2 separate regions of the Sus scrofa genome follow, and region 1 is linked to region 2. The links are chromatin contacts, called in public Hi-C maps. All regions are on one chromosome and are shown on one strand. Each heading gives the region's core, a stretch centred on a gene start, on an enhancer-like site or on the middle of the called end of the contact. The rest is flanking DNA. Distances are from core to core; before and after follow the strand shown.

What was found. A called contact is a pair of places that touch in the nucleus more often than the background predicts.
Region 1: a Hi-C map of liver shows a contact between it and region 2, with 2.0 times the contacts expected there. The contact joins two enhancer-like sites. A contact is called at or near these places in 3 of 47 Hi-C or Micro-C datasets (fibroblasts, liver and skeletal muscle) and 1 of 2 datasets of contacts at active chromatin or transcription factors (skeletal muscle).

The regions. Positions count from the first base shown.
Region 1 is chr14:134,305,799-134,313,125 of Sscrofa11.1, reverse strand. ZRANB1 (ubiquitin thioesterase ZRANB1) reads right to left here. Exons shown (of 10, transcript XM_013983854.2): 3 at 5,449-5,636; 4 at 2,918-3,071; 5 at 698-769; 6 at 6-204. Among named protein-coding and RNA genes, the nearest start is that of ZRANB1, 56 kb to the right of the region's middle. Within about 2 kb of position 1,360, at least 1 of the 83 cell types and tissues checked has an H3K27ac peak or open chromatin away from gene starts, as enhancers often do. A contact at or near this core is called in liver, where this site is marked.
Region 2 is chr14:134,202,139-134,209,459 of Sscrofa11.1, reverse strand. No RefSeq gene overlaps it. Among named protein-coding and RNA genes, the nearest start is that of ZRANB1, 48 kb to the left of the region's middle. Within about 2 kb of position 3,914, at least 9 of the 83 cell types and tissues checked have an H3K27ac peak or open chromatin away from gene starts, as enhancers often do. A contact at or near this core is called in liver, where this site is marked.

The DNA.
Region 1 (7,327 bases), core at 111-2,610, 110 kb before region 2:
CTCACCAATGTGAACAGTCATGCAGGCTGTCATGCAGGGCTTTCCGAAGCACCGAGTCCTTGTCATAAATGCCCCAGGTAGCTTGGAGAACTGAATCAAGTAAGCAGTCTCCTGCGGTTCGGTTCCAAAGTGCATAGAGTCTACTGTCCAAACGTGTAGCCAATTCCAAGGACCAATTTATAATTGGAGATTCTTCTTCTAACTCTATACAAGGAATTTAAATAACATGTTCATTTTCATGCCTCTGCAATTAAGAACTATTCAGTGGAAGAAAAAACCTATTCTCTAGATGTAAACAGGTTGATATGTAACTTAGTCATGAACACCTAAATATTTTTGATCAATTGAAATATAAACTGTGAGTAGCTGAAACAGTTCTAGAATAATTTACTCAACTTTTAAATTCTTTACATTTTCTAAAAATGTTTAATATGAAAATACACTCATTCTAGAAGGAAAACAGAAAACCAAGGTTTAAAATTTTTATCCCTTTTTTATTTGTTCGCTCTACTATAATTAAGAGCTGTGAATGAGAATTTTTAACAGCACAGTACGACACTGTGCTTAAAGACTTTAAATTTCTAATTTAGTAGAAATGAAATCCGTTGACCATACACCAAACTACTCTAAACCTTACAAAGCAAAAAGTTTACTGAAATGATAAAAGTTCAATTATACTCATTAATTCAATGCTTACCTTTTTGAACATCTCTATCAAGCACCTCATCAAATAATTTTTCTTGGACTGTTGGAGGCAAGTCTTCAATATCTATAAAGAAAAGCCAGATTTAAAAGATCTTTGTATATCTCACAACTTAAAAAATCTGATACCAGCATTTAACAGTAACTTCCTCTAAAATAGCTCCCTTTCTGCTGAACGCTGTCAAGTCACTTCTTTTAAAACACATGCATGTATGTATGGGGGGGGGAGTATTTCCCTTCTGTACTTTATCATCACAACAGTTAAGTATCTACAAATAATACAAATATTTGGACCAGTACTTATATTTAGCTCTCATCAAAAAGACATGGGATCCCAAATGCTGAGGAGAACATGGAGAAAAGGGAACCCTTAAGCATGGTTGGTGGGCATGTGAGCTGGTACAGCCACTGTGGAAAACAGCATGAAGGAGCCTCAAAAAATTAAACTATCATAAGATCCAGCAACCCCACTTTTGGGTATACAGCCAAAGGAAATGACAACAAGATATCAAAAAGCTATCTGTACCCCCATATTTGTTGCAGCGTCACTCCCAATAGCCAGTACACGGCAACAACCCAAGGGCCTATCAGGTGGAAGGCTACAAATGAGCAGGAGTGGTACAGCTATACAACCGGTCCTGTCCAACCAGGGCGACACAAGGAGGGACCTTGGAGATACGATGCCAAGTCAAATACGCTCGACAGAGGAAGACAAATAATTGCATGCTATCACTTCTATCTGGAATCTTGAAAAAAACAAAGTCAAACTCAGAGAACTAAAGAGCAGAAAAGGGGTTGCCAGGAGCAAGGCAGAGGGAGCAGGGGGGTAGGGGAACTGGTAAAAGAGAACGCACTCAAAGCTACATGATGAAGAAGGCTTGGGATTTAATGCGAAACAAGGTGACCAGTCAGTTATAACAGTGGACTGTACAAAAGTCACCAAGAGAACGGAAATGTTCTCACCCAAAATACAGACAGATGGAAAAACTGGGAGGTGAGGAATGCGAGGATTAACTAAACGGGGGAGAATCCATCCTTTCACAACGTATGTGTGAATCCAATCACCACAACGCACACGTTAAGTGTATTACAATTTCCTACGCCAATGATGACTCAATAAAGCTGAAATAAAAGAAAAGGGAACAGGACTATCCGATATTCGAGTTAAATAATAACAATAGACAAATTTTTGTCTGTCCTCTTCCCTTTACACTTTGAACCTCTGCTCAGGCCTAAAACCTCAGACCTCGGGTTCTTCCTGCAGAAGTGAAGGAACCGTTCATTCTGGCACACAGCTCTCTGTTTGTGCCGTCTTCTTCAAGTTCTCTATGTCCTGTTCAGTTTTCTAATTGAGTAGTCTGAGAAGCATTATTACTCTTACAAAACTGATTTAAACTGTATTACTATACTCAATTCAAAATAAAAATCTAATCACTTAGGGTAACAAGTTTAAATATATGCAGTGCATTTCAAATTAAATTTATATGATTTTAAAAGACTTAATTATTTCCTACCACTGTGTAAATATCTGTTTACATCTGAACATAAAAAAGCTTAAAACACTAAAAGCCAAAACATAAGTTTTATTTAGAAACTTTTGCCATTTGGTACATTCATTCAATGCCTTCCAACAAAAAAAACATCCTGGAAGATGTTTCCACTTGGCATGGAATTGAAAAATAAAAAGTTGCTTCACGGGAGTTCCTGTTGTGGTTCAGCAGGTTATGAACCCAACTAGCATCTATGAGGACTCAGGTTCGATCCCTGGCCTCGCTCAGCGGGTTAAGGATCCATCATTGCCATGAGCTTTGGTGTAGGACACAGACACGGCTCAGATCCTGTGTTGCTGTGGCTGCAGCGCAGGTCGGCAGATGCGGCTCCAATTCGACCCCTAGCCTAGGAACTTCCATATGCCGCATGGGCAGCCCGGAAAAATACCAAAAAAAAAAAAAGTTGCTTTGCAAATATCATAGACATTGATGTAATGAACGAAGAAAGTAATGACACTTCCAGCTGCTGTCTTCCTTTAGATCTGAAGTATTAGCTCATGCGTGGCCCTTGCACTAGTCACTTCCAGTAAAACAGGATAATTGAGTAATTTGAGATCCACATATAGTAGCTAAGTTATCCGTTTTCTAACACAGACATTTTCATTCAGACATTAAAAAACTACAATAAAGTGGAAATTTGTTTTCACATTGAAATTTGGAGTTACCTGCTGGCAACGTAAATGTTACAAGGTCAGTTAGAAAATAGCAAGCAAAATCCCCCTTTCTCTGATGCAGAGAAGCAGCTATCTCACGCCGGATTTGCTCTGTCAGTTCAGGACACACCATTGCTGGAATACACTTTGCAGCTTGTTGAGACACCTTAAATACAAAAGAAACTTTCCTCTACATCTCGTTTATCATCAGTGGAAGCAGAAAACAATAGTATTCAAAAGAAATTACCAAAATCTCCCAGTAACTCAAGGTGTTTTGTTTTTGCTCTTGTTTTAAATATATGAGGTATTGGGTGTTATTTCCTCAACAGGTAAGTATATACCAGTACAACTTTCCTGAAAAACAGTGATAAAAATGCTTTACCCTCTCGTCTCAGTAATTCCACTTCTTAGTAGAGTTTATCCCAAGGAAATATATAAAGATGCATACAAAAATTTATGTAAAATGGAGTTGTTCACAAAGATTCATTATTGGAAGGGAAGGGATGACCAAAAAAAAAAAAAACCAAAACAAAACAAAACAAAAAAAACAACTTAAGAATAACATCATGCCCCCAACACAAACATCCTTTTTTTAACTTTAAAAATTTTTTTAAAGTTTTACTGAAGTATAGTTGATTTACAATGTTGTAAAAAAAAACATTCTTAATGGAATTCCAGCTCACAGAGAAAGGAAAATACAAACACTCTTCTCCTGCTCTGTCAAGAATATTTCAAGTACCCAGACACAGAATAAAGAAAAGCGTGACCCTTTTAAAGAGTTAGTTCCCAATGACCTCAAGTCCCTCCCCACTTGTTTTAACTCCGAATTTTTAAAACAGCATCTGGCTTCTTCAAGCACAGAGCAGGCAGCAAACCTCCCAAGTGGTACAGCTCGAGAGGAATGAACTCCGGGCACCACCACACAGCCCCTCACCAAGGACTGGCCAGAACTTTCCCATCCTTTTTAAACGATGAACAAACAGTGAAAAGCTATTATCTTGCAGTTAACTCCTATTCCTATTGTGGAGCTCAAGAAACCTATATAGAGAACTCAGAAATCAAAAGTGAGCATCTGCTAGAGAGAAAGTCAGGCTGGTGTGGCCCTGAGGGAGCCAGTTAGCTCTGAGCTGTGCTGTCGCTACATATGCAGCCACTAACCTGGATGACCTTCCCGAGTGCAGACTTCCAGTCACAAGTGGGGCCTGGAGCAGCAGATCTTCCAACAAGCCACACCAAGAATAAGTTTGGCTGATAATGTCGTCTACCTAAACATCCGTGGACAGCTTAATTGTACGTGCCATTAAGGTAAGTAAGCAGTGTTTTGAAAACCCTGCATGACCATCAGACATCCTATTCTGCAAACTCCTGTGTGAAAATTCAATTCGCCTCAACTTTATTGGCCAGGATTACCAGTAACTCCACAAGCCTAATCAAAGCAACACTCAAATTATGGAAAACCAAATATTAAAAAAAAAAAAAGAAATTTTTGCAAAGAAGTCCATGGCTTCTACCAAACTACAAACAAGGTCTATGATCTAAAATCCAATTAAAACCCCAGTCCCAGACACATATTCTCAAAACAGAATGTTCTCCTGTTCTCGCCCCAAAAGTACTTGGCCCTGCACCCTCTCTCAGGCACAGCCCTCAGTCCGGCTCACACTCTCCCCTTTGCAGTCTTCCTACTGGCCCTTCTGCCCTGGCCCCTGGAGTCTCTGTTCCACTGAGAATAAACACCACTGCCAATTTTATTCCTTCCCTAGAACACGCCTCCTTCCTACCTCCCCCATCATGTACCAGAGCTGGTCTCTGTGTACCACAGACTATGGCAGAAATGCTGGCACGTCACTTCCTACCTTAAGTTACATCTAGAAGACACCTGACTCACCCTCTCACGCTCTCCTTTCTCAGCCCACTTGCTCGGGGTGAAATCAACTACCACATCACAAGCAGCCCTACCAAGGGGCCCAAGTGACAAGAATTTGAAGCCTCCTGCCAACAACCACATGAGTGTGCTTGGAACCAGATCCTCTAGCCCCAGTTGAGCCTTTTGACAACCCTGGCAGTTTGTAACCTCGTGAGACCCTGAGGCAAAATCATTCAGCTAAGCTGCTCGTGGATTCCTTACCCCCAGAAACTGTGTGAGATAACAAGTGTTTGTTGTCTTAAGCTGCTAAGTTCTGAAGGGATTTATTACACAGCCGTCAACAGTAAATACACTGGGGCTCTATTGTCCTCGCACTGTTAGTCCCCAGAGAGCTCTCAGGAGGCCGGGGACTTACACCAGTCCCTCCAGAACCTGCTCACAGTCCTCGACCAGCCTTGCAGCCCTTGGTTCACAGCTGCCTTCTCTCTCCGTTCTCCAGACACCACCACCAACCAAACTCCACACGCTTTCCCTGCCAATACACAACCCACTTCAAAAGCAGAGTACAAGACCAAATCAAAAACATTTAAGAACTGAGACACATTATAACATCAAAAACGAAAGCTAAAGAACACATTTCCCTCACAGACAAGAATGTTTAATGGAGAGCCACACTCACCTCTGTGAGCAGTATTGCTAGCATATCCTGCCTCTGAAAGCGTATAGCCAGATGGACCAGCGTATAGCCAACGTCGAAAGCGGAAGGCCGGTTCAGCAGGCGCACTTCATCTGCAGTGAGCTGGCGGGCAATGTCCCCTCCTGATGATTTGTATGCTTCTATAGCAGCTAAATCACCTTCTACAACCCCTGAAACAAGCATCAAAGACAGAAAAAAGTTTAACTCTGTTTTTCTTCAAAAAGCATAAACCTGTAGCATTCACTCTAAGTTCTTTGATTCTCTGTGCTTCTTGGATTCTGTGGCATCATTCAAATGTCCTAAAGAATATAAGGAAAGTTATGGCATATTCCTTTCCCTTTCATTTCCTTCCAGAAATAAAACTGCCTAGTTAGGCACTTACCATCACGTCAGTGCTGGCTCCATACTCTGGTAAGGTTTAGAGAAATTATCAGAATATATTAACTGGATCAAAAATCAACAATCTGGTACGAATAATTAGATTTCACAAAAGACACTAAACTCCTGCTCTGGTCTTTAGACAGGGATGTGCTTCCCATCTGTGTTGGACTGCTTCTCCAGCCCTTTACACTGCCACTGTAAAGCTGAGTCAAGGCGTTCCTGCTGTGGCTCAGTGAATTACGCACCCGACTAGCATTCATTCATGAGGGTGCGGGTTAGATTCCCGGCCTCACTCAGTGGGTAAGTGACCTGACGTTGCATGAGCTGTCACATAGGTCGAAGACCCAACTTGGATCCAGTGTTGCCGTGGCTGTGGCATAGGCCAGCAGCTGCAGCTCCAATGTGACCCCCTAACCTGGGAACTTCCATGTGCCACAGGTGCGGCCCTAAAAAAAGCAAAGACAAACAAACAAAAAAACAAAAATGCTGGGCCTTCCATACTGTTGTTTTGTTAGCTTTGAAATAACTTAAAGCAGTTGAAACCACTTTTAACAGATGTAAATGTGAGCAATATTCTGATTTCAGAAGTTCCCACAGCCAGGTATTCTTTACACCCATCGGGAATTATTAACACAGAAAGACTTGAACTAGATGATTCTGAACAGAAGCAGGCTAAGATAAAACATTAAAAACCAGCTGGGGGTAAAGATACAAAATAAGTATCAATTTTTTCCAAATCCATAAAGAACTTTCGGGAATTCCTGTCATGGCTCAGCAGTAATGGGCCCGACTAGTATCCATGAGGATGCAGGTTCATCCCTTCATCCCTTGCCTCGCTCAGTGGGTTAAAGATCTGGCGTTGCTATGAGCTGTGGTGTAGGTCACAGATGCAGCTCGGATCCCACGGATCCCACGTTGCTGTGGCTGGGGCGTAGGCTTCAGCTATAGCTCCAACTAGACCCCTAGCCTGGGAACTTGCATGTGCCACAAGAGCAGCCCTTTAAAAAAAAAAAAAAAAAAAGGAAATGCATAAAAATTTTCCATTACTACTGAAATATGTTATTAATTAATACATATTAACATTAGGTAATGACAACAATCCTATTTATTAAGCAGTACAGTGCACCTATGGATAATAAATAGCCTTGGCAAAAAATGAAATTGTAGGTCAGTTTCAAACTTACATAAATAATGTTAAACACACACACACAAACCCAAGACTATAAGCACTAAATAATTTTAAGTGTTTCCTTAAATTACATCAAGAAAAATTTGTCACATAAAATGCTACTACTAGCTAAAAATATTCTTAGTACAGAGTTCCCTGGTGGCACAGTGGGTTAAGGACCTGATGTTGTCACTGCTGCAGCTTGGGCTGTTGCTATGGCGTGGGTTCCATCCCTGGCCCAGGAATTTCAATGTGCCATGGACACAGCCAAAAAGAAAAAAAATTTAAATAAATAAAATATTCTCAGTATAC
Region 2 (7,321 bases), core at 2,665-5,164:
ACCATAATGGAAAAGAACATGAAAAAGAATGTATATACATGCATAACTGAATTACTTTGCTTTACAGCAGAAATTAACCCAACTTTGTAAATCAACTGTACTTCAACAACATAAATTATCAAATATAGATCTTGGAGTTTCCGTTGTGGTGCAGCGGAAACGAGTCCAACTAGGAACCATGAGGTTGCAGGTTCGATCCCTGGCCTCGATCAGTGGGTTAAGGATCCAGCGTTGCCACCAGCTGTGGTGTAGGTCGCAGACAAGGCTCAGATCTGGTGTTGCTGTGGCCCTGGCGTAGGCCGGCAGCTACAGCTCCAATTAGACCCTTAGCCTGGGAACCTCCAGATGCCACGGGTGTGAGCCAAAAAGGACCAAAAAAAAAAAAAATAGATCTTACTGCATTAGGGTAAATATATAGATATGCCTGGTTTGTTAGAAAGGTAGGACTATATTCCATGCTGTGAAGCTACCACGATTTTTTTATTTTTTTATTTTAAGGGCCCCACCAGCCACATATGGAGGTTCCCAGGCTAGGGGTCTAATCGGAGCTACAGCTGCTGGCCTCCACCACAGCCACAGCAACGTAGGATCTGAGCTACGTCTGTTACCTGCACTACAGCTCATGACAACACAGGATCCTTAACCCTCTGAGTGAGCCTGGGGATAGAACCGGCAACCTCATGGTTCCTAGTCAGATTCGTTTCCACTGTGCCATGACGGGAACTCCAGGTACCATAATTTATTGAATGCATCCTGGCTGGAGGACGGTTTGCTGATATAGCTTCACTATTTTTACCCTGTGAGAGCACCCATCACAAGAAGCTACCATCAAGGCAGCCCGTGGGACATGAAAGTTCCGAGGCTAGCCTCTAATTGGAGCTACACCTGCCAGCCTATACCCCAGCCACAGCAACACCAGATCCGAGCCATATCTGCGACCTACACCAACAGCTCACGGCAATGCCGGATCCTTAACCCACTGAGCAAGGCCAGGAATCAAACCCACAATCTCATAGTCCCTAGTCGGATTCATTTCCGATGCGCTATGACGGGAACTCCCAAGGCCTTTGCTTTTAAATTGACTGACTGAATGAGAACTTCTCTGCGTGAACATTAGCCTCTTGCTTCATCAAGCCCGGGCTCGTGCCGTCTTTTTTAGGACCTTGATATCTGTTTTCCAATTTAGCACAATGTTTGCAAACCCAGTTGGCAAGGAAGAAAAAGTTCATCGTCACACACATCAAAGGTTCTTTTCTCTCTCAGGGTCTTGCCTCCCCATGAGGTCAAGGCCCTTATAATGTAAGTCCAGCGAGCAGCCCCTCTCACTGGTCTTACACTTGGCAAGAGACACTCTTGGGTTTTGCAAGTTCACGACGACTTGGACAGGGAAAAATAAATCCAGCTGGGCCTGGGTGTGTCTGAAATTGTTCAAACATCAAGCGCATTCGTAACCATCTTTTTTGGAATGTTGGCAGCCCTTGTTCAAAAGACCAGTCACTGGCCCGTGATGTGGTTTTTCCCTTTCCCCGTCATCACCACCCCCAGAAGCAGCAATCTCGAGTCCACTTCCTTGGCTAAATAGCTCTTCCTCGCTCCCTCAAGGGCACACATGTCCATGCACACTTGTATTTGGGGGCCATTCCTATGCCTGGGCTGGACTGATTGTGGTTTGGAGAGATCCGGTAAGGAAAAAAGAATGATAATGGGCACATCAAAGATTCCTTGAACTTTCTGGAGCTGATAGAAGAGCTGGAGGGGCCTTGGATACCAGCCAAGGTCTCCCGTGTACGTGGGAAGGAGGCTCTCAGGTCCACGTGCAGGACCAAGTTTGGGGACAGAGCCGAATGGCAAGTGCCCAGCCAAGCACTAGGAGATGGCAGCCCTTGCCCAGGTCTGCCCAGGCTGGTGAGGTGCCCGGCCCCACTCACGTTTCCCACCCATGTGGCAGGTGTTTTCCAGAGCCCTCTCTCCCAGAGTCATAGGGAGGACAGCACATGGGTGACCAACCCATTTCAGAAGGAACTGGATATTCAGGGAATGAGTCATTGTTGTTTAGCCACAGCCCCAGCCAGGTCCTCTACGTACCTTTGAGGACGGCGGTCTAACAGAAGTCAGGGGACACGTGGGCCTGGGGAGGGGAGAGATGCTGCTTTGGGGGAGGCTATTTCCTAGCTTGGGTCACCTTGTATTTCTCAGGGCAGCCCCATGACGTTGGTTTAACAACAGAGTGGTCAAGGCCACAGGCTTAGACGAGCTGTTCAAGTTCCAGTACTGACTCCGCCCATCACTCAAAAGTCCTACGGGCTAAATTCACGCCTGTTACTTAATCGCTTTATTTCCTCAGCTGTACTAGTCAGAGCTGCCTCCTCGGTTGTTCTGAGGGTTAAGTAAGAAAAACCACAGGCAGCCCCTGTCTGACTCTCCCTAAGGGCCTGACAGATGTCAGCTGTGGTTTTTATTCCGGGCCCAGCCCCAGGGTCGGACATCCTTCCAGCATGCTGGGCGTTGAAGTGGGCAAGAGATCTCAGGTCAGATGTGCTGTGCCATCCACAGCTCTGCTGCTCTCACTCCAGATGCCGAACGTTGGAGCTAGAGGGCTTTGGCGATCAGCTGGCCAGGAGTTCAGAAGAGACCAGAGAGCTTAAGGGGCCAACAGACCAAAAAGCTCTCCAGGTATTCCTGATGGGTGGCCAGGCTTGTGGACAGCAAAGCTGCTTCAGTCTCCTCCCTACATAGCTGGGGGATTGGAAGTAGGGTGGGAAAGCAGCCGATCTGAGGTCCTACAGGCAGCTGGTGGCCAGGCTGTGGCTTTAATCTGGTCCTTAGAGCCCCCGGGTCTCTCCTTCCCCACTGGGGCTCCCTGCAGCCATGAGGCCACATGGGAAATCCAGTGGGGATACTTCATGTCCTTTGAAGCATTTTTTGGCTGCACCCATGGCATACAGAATGACGGGCCAGGGATCACAGCAGTGGCCTGAGCCACAGCAGTGACAATACCAGATCCTTAACTGTTAGGCCACCAGGGGACTCTGAAAGCATGGTTTTTCTTTTTATGGCTGCAGGTGCAGCATATAGAAGTTCCTGGGGTAGGGGTGGAATTGGAGCTGTAGCTGCCAGCCTACACCACAGCCACAATAACACCAGATCCTTAACTCCCTGAGCAAGGCCAGGGATCAAACCTGCATCCTCATGGACCCCATATCTGGTTCTGAACACACTGAGCCACAACAGGAATTCCCAGAAGCATTTTTCTAAACCCAAAATGTAAGATTGCATTTCCTGCCAACATGCTTAAATACCTTCCTTTAAAAGAAAGCAGTGATGTTCCAATTTACCTAAACCCGAGTGGGAGGCTTCAGCTGACGGTGGACAGAGGCCCCACTGGTTGGTGAGCCGGGTAGAGGCCTGTTTAACTTAGAGGAGGGTCGGTTCTCTGTGAATCAGGAGGATGTGCGCTCAGCCGTCTATTTAAGGATTCGCTCTCTTCAGAGGATCAATATCAGTCTGGTTTTGAAAGGGAACATGTGGGTGTCAAATGACCAGCACTCTCTTTTACTGGCAGACGTGTTAATGAATACGTCAATGTCCAGAGGTGAGGCTGGGAAAGCTTGGCCATCGCTGGGCAGGATTTTGCAGAAAAACTTTTTGCACGGGGACCAGATGGTACTTGGGCTCCCAGCACCTGAGGGCGGGAGGAGCAGTCTTGGCTCCCCTCTCCTCCGCCTCCTGGGCAGCCCCATGGAGGGGTCCTGTGGTCTGACTTCTGGGCTCGTTGGCCTGCCAGGGACGGGGCATAAGGGGACACACACAGGCCTCATGTGGGTATGACTCCTCACACGTGCCTTGGCCCCATGGGCCTCACTGTCATCCCCATGGAGTATAGACACTGTCACTGTTGTGATGCCCATAAAGTGCCCTGAGCCTGGCAGACAGCGGGCATGCCGTGGGTGACGGTGGCTCCACCCCTAGGGCCTGACCTGGTTTGGGGCAGGGATGCTGGCTCACTGCCATGCTGTGCCCTAAAAGGGGACTGCTGTGTCATGCAGCAGCCTCAGAGTGGCCGGGGCGGGAAATAGAGCCTGTTCGCCACCCTGCCGTCACCGGCCCAAGTGCTCCTCCAGAGCCTGGACCGAGGTGCCCTGGGGCCCTGCCTGCATCAGGGGGCTGCACATGTGACTACCTGGGCAGACTGCTCCTCACAAGCACCAGCTGAGCCTTTTACCCATCCCAGTGGCCCAGCCCCACTCCAAACCAGTTAGATGACCAGAGTCCCAGCCATGGGTATGGGAGGATTACCGAGTGCAGGCAGCCAGGGTGGAGAGCCACAGCTGGAATCGATCGTTTGGGCTCACAGATCCAAAGCCAGGGGGATTCAGGTGTGAATTCAGCACAGCTGAGCCAACTGGCCCCATCCCTGCCGCGGGGCCAAGTCACAGGCTGTTACGCAAAGGCAGAACTTCAAAGCTCAGCCAGCAGGGCCCGAGCCGCCACCCTAGTCGGGAAGAGGCAGGGAGGACACTTTCCCATGAGGCTGTTGGGTCAGAGGTCGAGCCTAGCCTAGGCTGTGATCCTGGTGGGGCTTCCTTGCACAAACCCACGGGGTGCCCTGAGTGGGTCCTGGTCCAGTAGCACTCCGCCCCATGGTTTGGGAAGGGCAGCCCGCTGCAGGATGGCACCAGCCTCCTTCTGGCAGCTGGGCCAGCCAGGCAGCAGCCTCACACCTTCCAGGCCTTTGATGGTCTGCAGAATACTGAGGACAGAGGTCCAGTGATTTTAGCAACAGCAATAACCTCGTTACCATCTGTTTCATGAGGGCTCCCTCAGGGTCTGGCCCATCCTGCCTATTTCACAGGAAATAGACAAATTGTAATTCCCACAGCATCCTGATGAGGTAGAGGGAGGGTCTCTATTTCCTAGATAGAGACATAAGCTTGGTAACTAGCTTAAGGTCTCACCAAGAGTAGGATCCCTTAGTCAGAATTCACTTCCTCATCTGATGGGTCCAATTGCCCCGATCCTTCTGCCACACCAGCCCACTTTCTGCTCCCCAAGTGGGCCTGAGACTGCTGGGTAGGCAAGCCCACTGCCCGGACTTGCATCTTGTCAGTACATGTGAGGCTGGGCTTCAGGCTTTTCACATTTAACATTTTTTTTGCTTTTTAGGGCCACACCTGTAGCATATGTAAGTTGCCAAGCTAGGGGTCAAATAGGAGCTGCAGCTGCCTGCCTATGCCACAGCCACACCAGATCCTTAACCCACTGAGCGAGGCCAGGGATCGAACCTGCATCCTCATGGATACTAGTCGGGTTTGTTACTGCTGAGCCACAACAGGGAATCTGTCACATTTCATTCTTTCAGCCACTTGCAGCAAAGCTCCTTTTAAGAGACTATCAGAATTCTGCTTCCAGCTATAAGGCAGTCATTTTAAGACAAATTTTTCCACTGAAAACAGCTAGAAAAACTGGGTAACACACACACATGCACTCACACACACTCTCCAGGTACATATGGTGTCACCAGAGGATTTTTCAAACAATTTGGGAAGAAATAATTCCAACCTCACACAAACTCTTCCAGAAAAGAGAAAGAAGTGGAACACCGCCCAACTCATCTAGGAAGGCCAAGCAACACTTCGATTTCAAAATCTGATAAGGACATTAAAAGAAATGAAATCTACAAGTGACTCTCTTTTATGAACACTGAGGCCAGATCCCTTGGCAAAGTATTAGCAAACTAAATCCAGCAGTCGATGAAAAGGATATAATGACAAGAAATGTATTCTACAAATGAAAGCTTGTCTTAACATTTTTAAAAAAGTCAATATATTTTAGTAACAAAATGTAGTCAAAGTAGTAATAAGGAGTAAACTCATATGCTTTTGATAAAATTCAACATTCATTCCTAGAAATAAAAAGAAACTGTCAGAAACCTAGGAATAGAAGGTTATAAAAAGATAAGGAAGCTTCCTCAGTCTGATAGAACATCTGCAAAAAAGCATCTTACTAAGTGTGAGATATTGAAAACTTTCTCCCTGAGATCAGGAATGAAGATGTGCCCCACCAATAGTCCTACTTAACATTAAATGGAGGTACCAGCAAGAGTAAAAGATAGGAGTTCCTGTCGTGGCGCAGTGGTTAACAAATCCGACTAGGAACCATGAGGTTGCGGGTTCGGTCCCTGCCCTTGCTCAGGGGGTTAAGGATCGGGCGTTGCTGTGAGCTGTGGTGCAGGTTGCAGACGCAGCTCGGATCCTGCATTGCTGTGGCTCTGGTGTAGGCCGGTGGCGACAGCTCCGATTGGACCCCTAGCCTGGGAACCTCCATATGCCGTGGGAGCAGCCCAAGAAATAGCAAAAAGACCAAAAAAAAAAAAAAAAAAAGTAAAAGATAAAAAGAGGACTAACAGGTATATGAATAATGAAGGAGAAGAAATAAGACTGGTTATTCACAGGAAACATGATTACATGCATAGAAAATTTTAAAATCTGTAGATAAACTCAGAATTAATAAGTGATTTAGCAAGATTGCTGAATACAAGGTCAATATCAACAAAAATCAACTGTATTTCAATATGCCAGTGACAAACCAGTAGAAATAAAATTTACAGATATCGAAGTTCCCGTTGTGGCTCAGTGGTTAACAAATCCGACTAGGAACCATGAGGTTGCGGGTTCGATCCCTGGCCTCACTCAGTGGGCTAAGGATCTGGTGTTGCGGTGAGCTGTGATGTAGTTTGCAGACATGGCTTGGACTGGATGTTGCTGCGGCTGTGGTGTAGGCCAGCAGCTATAGCTCCAGTTCCACCTCTAGCCAGGGAACCTCCATATGCCATGGGTGCAGCCCTAAAAAGACAAAAAAAATTTACAAATATTACTTTTTATGTTATATGTGAATATACGCACACACACACACTGCATCAATGCCTTGGAATAAAACTAATAAAGGAGAGATCCAGAGCTCTACAAAGAACACAAGTCAGTATTGCAAGAGATTAATAAAGCCCTAAATAAATGGACAGATATATCTGGTTTGTGGATTAGAAGAGTCAATATTGCAAAGCTATCAATTCTTCCCAATTGATGTATAGATTCAATGCAGTCAAAATCCCAGAAAGATCACTGGGGGAGATGTGGACATTGATGAGTTGATTCTAAAGGTTAAAGCAATGCGAAGAGCAAGAATGGCCAGGTGTGAGAGCAAAACTCAAGTCCTTATACTGCTAGATATCGACAGTTATTATAAACTTATGTGACAATAAATAGGCCGCCAGAACAAAAGCGCTCAGAAAAAGACCTGCATTTGATTTATGATAAATGAGACA